Regions from separate parts of the Arachis hypogaea genome. Here region 2 is linked to region 1. A link is a contact called in public Hi-C data. All regions are on one chromosome and are shown on one strand. Each heading gives the region's core, a stretch centred on a gene start, on an enhancer-like site or on the middle of the called end of the contact. The rest is flanking DNA. Distances are from core to core; before and after follow the strand shown.

Region 1 (3,621 bases), core at 747-3,246:
ACTCAAACACCAAAGTACCTTACTAGCTAAGAGGAAAAAAAAAATCAAGAGTCAGAAAAGGAGGGAAAAAAAAAGAAAGGAACATTTAGAAGATTTGGAAGCATTAGAGTTAAATTGAGGAAGAGGGACTAAATTGAATCCAAATTGCAATATGGTCAGTTTAGCTAGCTGTTGCACACTTCAATATGGCAACGTGATGCTACATCAGTGCTTCCATAATTGAGTCATCACTAAAAAGGTGTCTAATGACCACTATAATGTCTTAAGCTCTATCTGGAGACTACAGTTATAAAATTAAAATTTTAAGGACTATATTAGGTAAAAGCATGAATCTCAGAGATTATTATAAGAATTTACTCAGTGATAATATAAGTTGTTAATTATCATTAAATTTTAATTATCATATGACAATGTAAGTGATTAATTATCATTAAATTTGTAATTTCTATCATATGTAAGTCTTATTATTTTAATTTAAGGATGATTAAATTCTTATTTTTTTACTTGTATCAACTTCTTCACGTTAAGAGTTTGATCTTCTTCTACATAACATTAACAATTGTAATTATAATTATTGTAGTAGTAATTGTTGTGATTTTTTTTTTTACCAAAGATAAGAGACTCGAACTCACAACCTCTTAATTGAATATGGAAAAACTATGTTATTTGAGCTATAACTCATTGGCAGTAATTATTGTGATTTGATATTAAAATAATAAAATAAAATAAAATATTCGTTATAAAAGTTGTATATGAAATTAAAATTTAACTTAAATATTAAAAATTAAAACAATGTATGCATAACTTTTTTTTTTGTTATTTACTCTTTGATATATTATTTTTTTTAAAACCCGATTCCAAATTTTTCTCTAACAAATCATACCACTTTGGGTCAAAATTTAAATTTATGGTGAAGTGGATTTGAATTCTTATCTTATGGGAACATTAAACATTAATGATTTTAAATACTTGATGTATAGAAATTTTGTTGCACATACGAGAGATAAATGGATCGAAATCTGCCAGATTGACCTACTTAACTCATAAAAAAAATGGAAGACATACTAAAACTTTAAGATTATCATAATAAAAAATTAGTTTAATTATTTTATTAGTCTCTATAATTTTATCAAATTTTTAATTAAATTTTTATATTTTTTTTAATTAAATTTTTATATTATTTTTAATTTTATAATTAAATCATTTTCATATAAAAAACATTAAAATTAATAAAATATATTTTGCAGTCAAATCTAATTAGATTTTTAATTATAAATATCTTTTATTTGTGAAAAAATATTTATTTAATTTTAACATTTTTTATACTAGAAATTATCTAATTATAAAATTAAAAACAGTATGAAAATTAAATTAAAAAAATATAAAAATATAATTAAAAATTTGATAAAATTATAAATACCAACAGAATAATTAAACTTAAAAAATTTTGCCTAACTCCTACCGTTTGAGCTACAGGCTTGGTTGGGATGAGCTTGTCCGATGGGCACGCCATTTTGTTTTTTAGGCCTAAAACAAACTAAAAAAAAAAAAAAAATCCAAACTCATAATTCACTCTAACTTAAACTTAATTTAGTAGAAATTTTACTTTTTAAAAATTAGAACATCTAGAGATAAATTTTTAAATGGAAATCAAAAAAGTTATAGCACTATGTTTAGTAAATTAAATTAAACTAAATTAAATTAAAAATTACTTTCCATAAACACAAATACAACAAATGCATTTAATAAAATAATTTTTAAATTTTAAAAATATTATATTAAATATTAATATAAAAATTAAATTTAAATATTAATTAATATATAAAATTATATTAAATTTTTTAATTTTGATAACAAGTTATCTTTAAAAATCTTAACCTTAGGTTTTTTAAAAACCACTCTTATCTTTTAAAAATTATAAATACAAACGCACAAGTTTTTTAACCAAATCAAGCCTTACGATAAAACCTACACGGTGGCGCTAAAAGCCCGGAGGGCCTAACACTTTGTTTTTTGGAAAAAAAATAAAAAATAAAAAACAAAAAACAAAAAACATACCCAGACCCATAACCCGACCCGATTTGCAAGAAACCCTACTCGGTGGCGCTAAATGCCCTAACAGGCTAACACACACAATAGCAGCCTCCACACCTGCGAGCACTCTCGCTCTCTTCTCCGACGCTGTCGCACCTCTCCCTCCATTCCTCTGTGGCTGCGTTCCTAGCTTCTAATCCGCCGCTCTCGCGTTCCCCCATTCCTCTGCTTCGTGCCTTCGCCGCCGTCCCTCACTCGTCTAAAGGTCTCATTCGTGTTCCGTTTCTGTTAGTGATTGTATTTTTGTTTCTGCTATTATTTTGTTCTTAGTTTTTGCATTTCTGTCGACAGTGATTGATTTTTTTAGTACAAGCAAGTTGGCCATGTACCTATTCTTGACTATTTTCAATTTAAGTCATTAGTTTGTTCCCAATTATCTTTTTAATATTTTATTGTTTGGTTTCTATATAGACGTTCTGCAATATTTTATGTTCATATGTTAGTGGTGTAATCTTAATTCCATTATGTTCCTCATTTCTTTTGAGACCTATATAAGTCATTATCACCTTTTCATTTGTGTTCTGTTTCTGTTAGTGTTTGAATTTTGTTCTGGCTGTTAGTCTTTTCTTAGGTCTGGTATTTCTCTCGAAACTGTTTGATTTTTTTACTATAAGCAAATTTCCAATGCACCTCTTATTGACTAACATCAATTGAAGCCTTTAGTTTCTGCTCGATTATGGTTTTTTTTTTTATATCTTGGTTTGTTCTTTTTGTGTTTGGACTTACTGCAATATAAATTGGTAGTTATGATGTTCTTTTGATTTTTTTGGTTCTGCACTCATTTTAGTCACCCATTTTTTTTGAAGACTTATACCAGTAATTATTTCCCTGTCAATAGTGTTATGTTTATGTTAGTGATTGATTTTTTTCCAATTATCTACAATACTTTCTACCATCTAAAAGTCTACAACACTACTTGCAGTTGTTTTCTTTACCCCATTTTGAAATATTAGCCTTTAATGATTAATTAGATTTTCAAATCAATGAGCTTTACTGGCTTAGGGTTTAAAAACTAAGTCAGATTTTTGTTAAAAAATGATGCAGTTTTTTTTTTGCTTTGAGCTTTGCTGGTTTAGGGTTTAACTAAGTCAGATTTCTTTATTGAAATCTTTGTGAAATTATATGATTTTTTCAATATTTAATGGATTTAGTAAATTTCTTTCTTAAAAAAAAAGAAACCGGAGGGCTAAGACTGCCAGCCAACTGTTAGGTAGGGCAGGGTAGAGGTATATGACCGCCCCAATAGGCGGTGGGAGACGGCCTGCTTGCTTGCTTGCATACCAACAGCCAATTAAACTTAAAAAGAAATTTTCAGGGCTCTTTTGCAATTTTAAGGAAATAGGTGATGGGTACACTCCATAAATGTTTTTGACAGGTCCATCGATGCCCTTTCTCTGAGAGGAAACTATATAAACAAAATTAAGAATCCAAAACCTAACCCCTTCCATTTATCAGTGGCTTCTCATCCCTCTCCTTAGCTTGTCCACCCTTCGCCCTTCATTTTTGTTGTGCTGTTGTTGATTTCTG
Region 2 (3,816 bases), core at 875-3,374, 34 kb before region 1:
TATAACCAGATTTTGATGCACCCAGAAGACCAAAGCAAAACAAGCAAAGGTAATAAAAAGTAACCCTGGTAGCCTAAACGGTTACAAAACCATTTGCATTCAATCCTGGTCGTCAAAAAAGAGAAGCATTAATGACCCCGAAATCCAACGGATAAGGGTGCCTGGGAATGCGGGGCATGTTTCACGTCAATCATATCAACTGGCGCGAAAGACAAAGCAACAATTAAACACACAAAACGTTTCAAAATCCACACAGAACCAAGCCGAGCTTGGGGGCTGTAAGGAATATACACGACAAACAACTCAGCGGCCGAGGCTTATGACATCATTTTTTCGAAAGCTCGCCTTAGTTCTGTCCAAACCAAAGCAAGCTTGGGGGCTATGATACGTTACCACAAACCTCGGCCGCCCGAAAAGCTCGGCATGTGAGCAGATAAGATCGGCCTCACACCAGCTGCCCGAAAAGTTCGGCCCGAAAGCAGATAACAACGGCCTCACCCGTTTGAAAATTAGAAATGTGCTCAGCAAGCCTAATCACCAAAACAGAATATCATAACTAACCTACAAACTAGGACTTATCCCCAGTGAAGCGGATAAAACAACTCCTATAAAGCCGAGCTAATATCCTCGGCTAAGGTTCAGGTTTTCATTCTCAGTCTTCATACTTACTTAATTACTCTCACTCGAGATTATCACTAACTTGAGCGTCGGAGTATCTTTTGCAGGTATTTCCGCCGCGGTGTTCGATCCAGGCCGACGTATAGCTCTTCCTCTCCGACAGCCACTTGCTCTGAGTCGCTAAGCTCGGCCACCCTAGTGCCAGGACGAATAAAAAAGTATATTAAATTATTTATAAATACATATATTTTGTTTACCGTCTCTCGTTTACAGTGTAAACGAAATAACATCTATTTCGTTTATACGGTAAATGAGATATACGGAAATTGAAAAATTACATATATCTCGTTTACAGTGTAAACGAGATAAGAGAAGTATATTTATTTCGGTAAATATTTTTTAAATTATTTATTTCGATAATTATTATATTTGATTTATTTATTAAAATAAAAAATTCCAATCATTTGTGTGCATAATTAATTTGCATATCTACATAAGCGTGCTATTGATGGTCTAATTTTTGTACTTTAAATTTGTGTACTCCAAATTTTTTACACAAATAGTAAAAGAAGCACGAGTGGTCTAGTGGTAGAATAGTCACAAAAAAAAATAGTAATATCTTTCGCAACCATTTGTGTTACATAATTAATTTGTGTATTCTAAATTTGTTATACAAATAGAACGGTTTGATTTGTGTATTCTAAATTTTTTAAACACAAATTGGAGGATCCAATTTTTATACTTTTTGTAGTTTTAAAAAATATAAAAAAAATTATAATATTAAAATATATCATTCATTCTACTTCCATCTTTAAATTTTTTAATCCATAAAACAGAAGTGTTGCAAAAGCCTGAGACAAAAAAAATCGCTTTTTAAATCCATAGTACTACTATTAGAATTTTTTTTTGTCTTTTCAATACGATTTGTGAGTGAAATATTGAATCATCAATGCTCATAAAGTAACTGTGATACAAAAAAATTTTCTCATGTGATACACGAATGAGGCTAATTTTTTTTATATGGTTAAATATATGTGTAATACATTGTTATTGGAAAATTAAGTGTTTTTTTTCATATGATGTTTTATTCAAATCGGACAGTCCGATTTATTTGATGAAAAAAATAAATTACAATTCGGAAGGTCCGATTTGTTTAAAGAAAAAATTAAACTCTAAATCGGATGATACGATTTGTATTTTTTATTTTTTTTATTTGTTAAAATAAAAATCGGACAGTCCGATTTTAACATTAAATTTTTTTTTTATTTTCGAAATCACAAATCGGACGGTCCGATTTGTGATTGTTTGTTTAAAAAACAAAACAATGCAAACAAATCGGTACCTCCAATTTGTGTCATTCCATAGCCAAATAAAACACTTCTCTGTTCACACCATATTGATATACACCTTTCTCTCTCCCGCACCAAAAATCAAAAGGGCACGAATGACTTTGATGAATACTTTTGACTTTATTATTTGTCTGACTAATACTTTTGAAATGCAAATACATCAGCATCTGGTTGCGTCGTATACGACACACGTTTGTGACCAAAATTTTCTTGGGTGCAATGATCTACTGTGGCATCATTTTTTGAATCTTGATTTCCAAAATTTTGAGCGCTACCTTTTGTAACCGGCAAATGTATATCATTATCATCGCGATGTCCCATTTTGGTTTCTATTTGTTCTTTGTGCTTTTCCCATAGAATAGAGTATAAGCCTATTACAATCAAGATGAACCAATCACACTACATTCATAAAATAAATGTGCTTAATTTTTAAATTTTTAAATATATTTTTTTTAAATTATTAGATATTTAATTTTTAATATTATTGTGCTAATTTAAAGAATTATTTATAAATTATTTGCTTAAAAAGTTACTTTTAAATTTTTAAATTATAGTTATATTTTACTTTAATTATAATAATATTACTCTTTTATTTAAAGAAAAACTAATAAATTAATATTTTCAAAAAAATTAAGTTCACTTAATAACTAGTAGCAATAAATAAGTTCACGTAATTATTGTAGTTACTTTATATTCTTTTTTATATTCAAGTCAAACTTAAATTTATTTTTTAAATTTAAATTATACTTAAATTAAATGTTGATAAGTTAATGAAATTTAAATATAATATATTTTTTGTAACCATACTAAATTATAATTCTAATATCTATTTTCTCTAAAAGAATAATTAATTAATTAATATTTTAAAGTTTTAAAATTTAAAATAAAATTTGATATCAACACATCATTGTGAAATAATTAAGTAACTATCACATTTCAAAATATTTTTAATTATTAACATGGAGCTAATTTTTTAATTTTATTTGATATAATAAAATTAAATTTTAAATTCTACCTATATTTTTGTAAAATTTAAATAGATTTACCTATGTTTTTACAAAAATCTTCAAGTGTTCAAGTTGTAGCTATCTCCTTCAAAAGATTTTTTTTTTGTTTTCATAAAGTTGAAGTCTAATTTTATTTAAAAAATATTATTGAGTTAAAATAAAATATGAAAATGATGTCTTTTATTTAACGTAGTATTTTGTACAGAATTTATTACTTGAATTCTCCAATGAGATTGCGGACAATGGTGGATCTTAAGTGTTGAAAAATGCTATTACACCAACCAAGCAACTATTCTTGGAGTCCGAAGATTCGGGAGCGGAAGGAGATACCTCAACTTGCAAGATGATAAAGATTGAGAATAAAAATTGAGAATTTGAATGGCATATTTTAGAATCCCCTTTTTAAGCCTATCTAATAGAATAATGTCAAATATATATTTGTTTTGGTGAAAATATTATTTGTTCTTAAATTGTTTTTTTTTTTTTTGAATTTTTATGTTTGAAATTTAAAATTTTTTTAAATATAAATTAATGTTATTTGGTTATTACTTGTGATTTTTTTTTTCAATTCATACCGTTGATATTTTGTTAATTTCTAATTTAGTATTTGATATCATAAAGTTTTATATTTCTAATATGAAATATTGTTGATATAATTAAGTTAGTTATTAATTTTTAATGTATAATTATTTAAAAAAAATCTAATTCTAATTTATAATTGCTAATTAAAACACTTTGTTTAAACTTTTTAATTTAAAATATTTTTTTTAATTCTTAAGTAAGCAAATGTCTTTAAAAATATCTTTTTTATCTACATCATTTATAAGCAAATTTGCTAACTA

What was found. A called contact is a pair of places that touch in the nucleus more often than the background predicts.
Region 2: a Hi-C map of leaf shows a contact between it and region 1, with 1.6 times the contacts expected there. The contact joins the enhancer-like site here to the promoter of LOC112755341 in region 1. A contact is called at or near these places in 3 of 8 Hi-C or Micro-C datasets (leaf and an unstated tissue).

The regions. Positions count from the first base shown.
Region 1 is chr16:140,271,790-140,275,410 of arahy.Tifrunner.gnm2.J5K5, reverse strand. LOC112755341 reads left to right here and starts at 1,996. Exons shown (of 9, transcript XM_025803367.3): 1 at 1,996-2,299.
Region 2 is chr16:140,305,294-140,309,109 of arahy.Tifrunner.gnm2.J5K5, reverse strand. No RefSeq gene overlaps it. Among protein-coding and RNA genes, the nearest start is that of LOC112755342, 13 kb to the left of the region's middle. Within about 2 kb of position 2,124, at least 2 of the 3 cell types and tissues checked have open chromatin away from gene starts, as enhancers often do.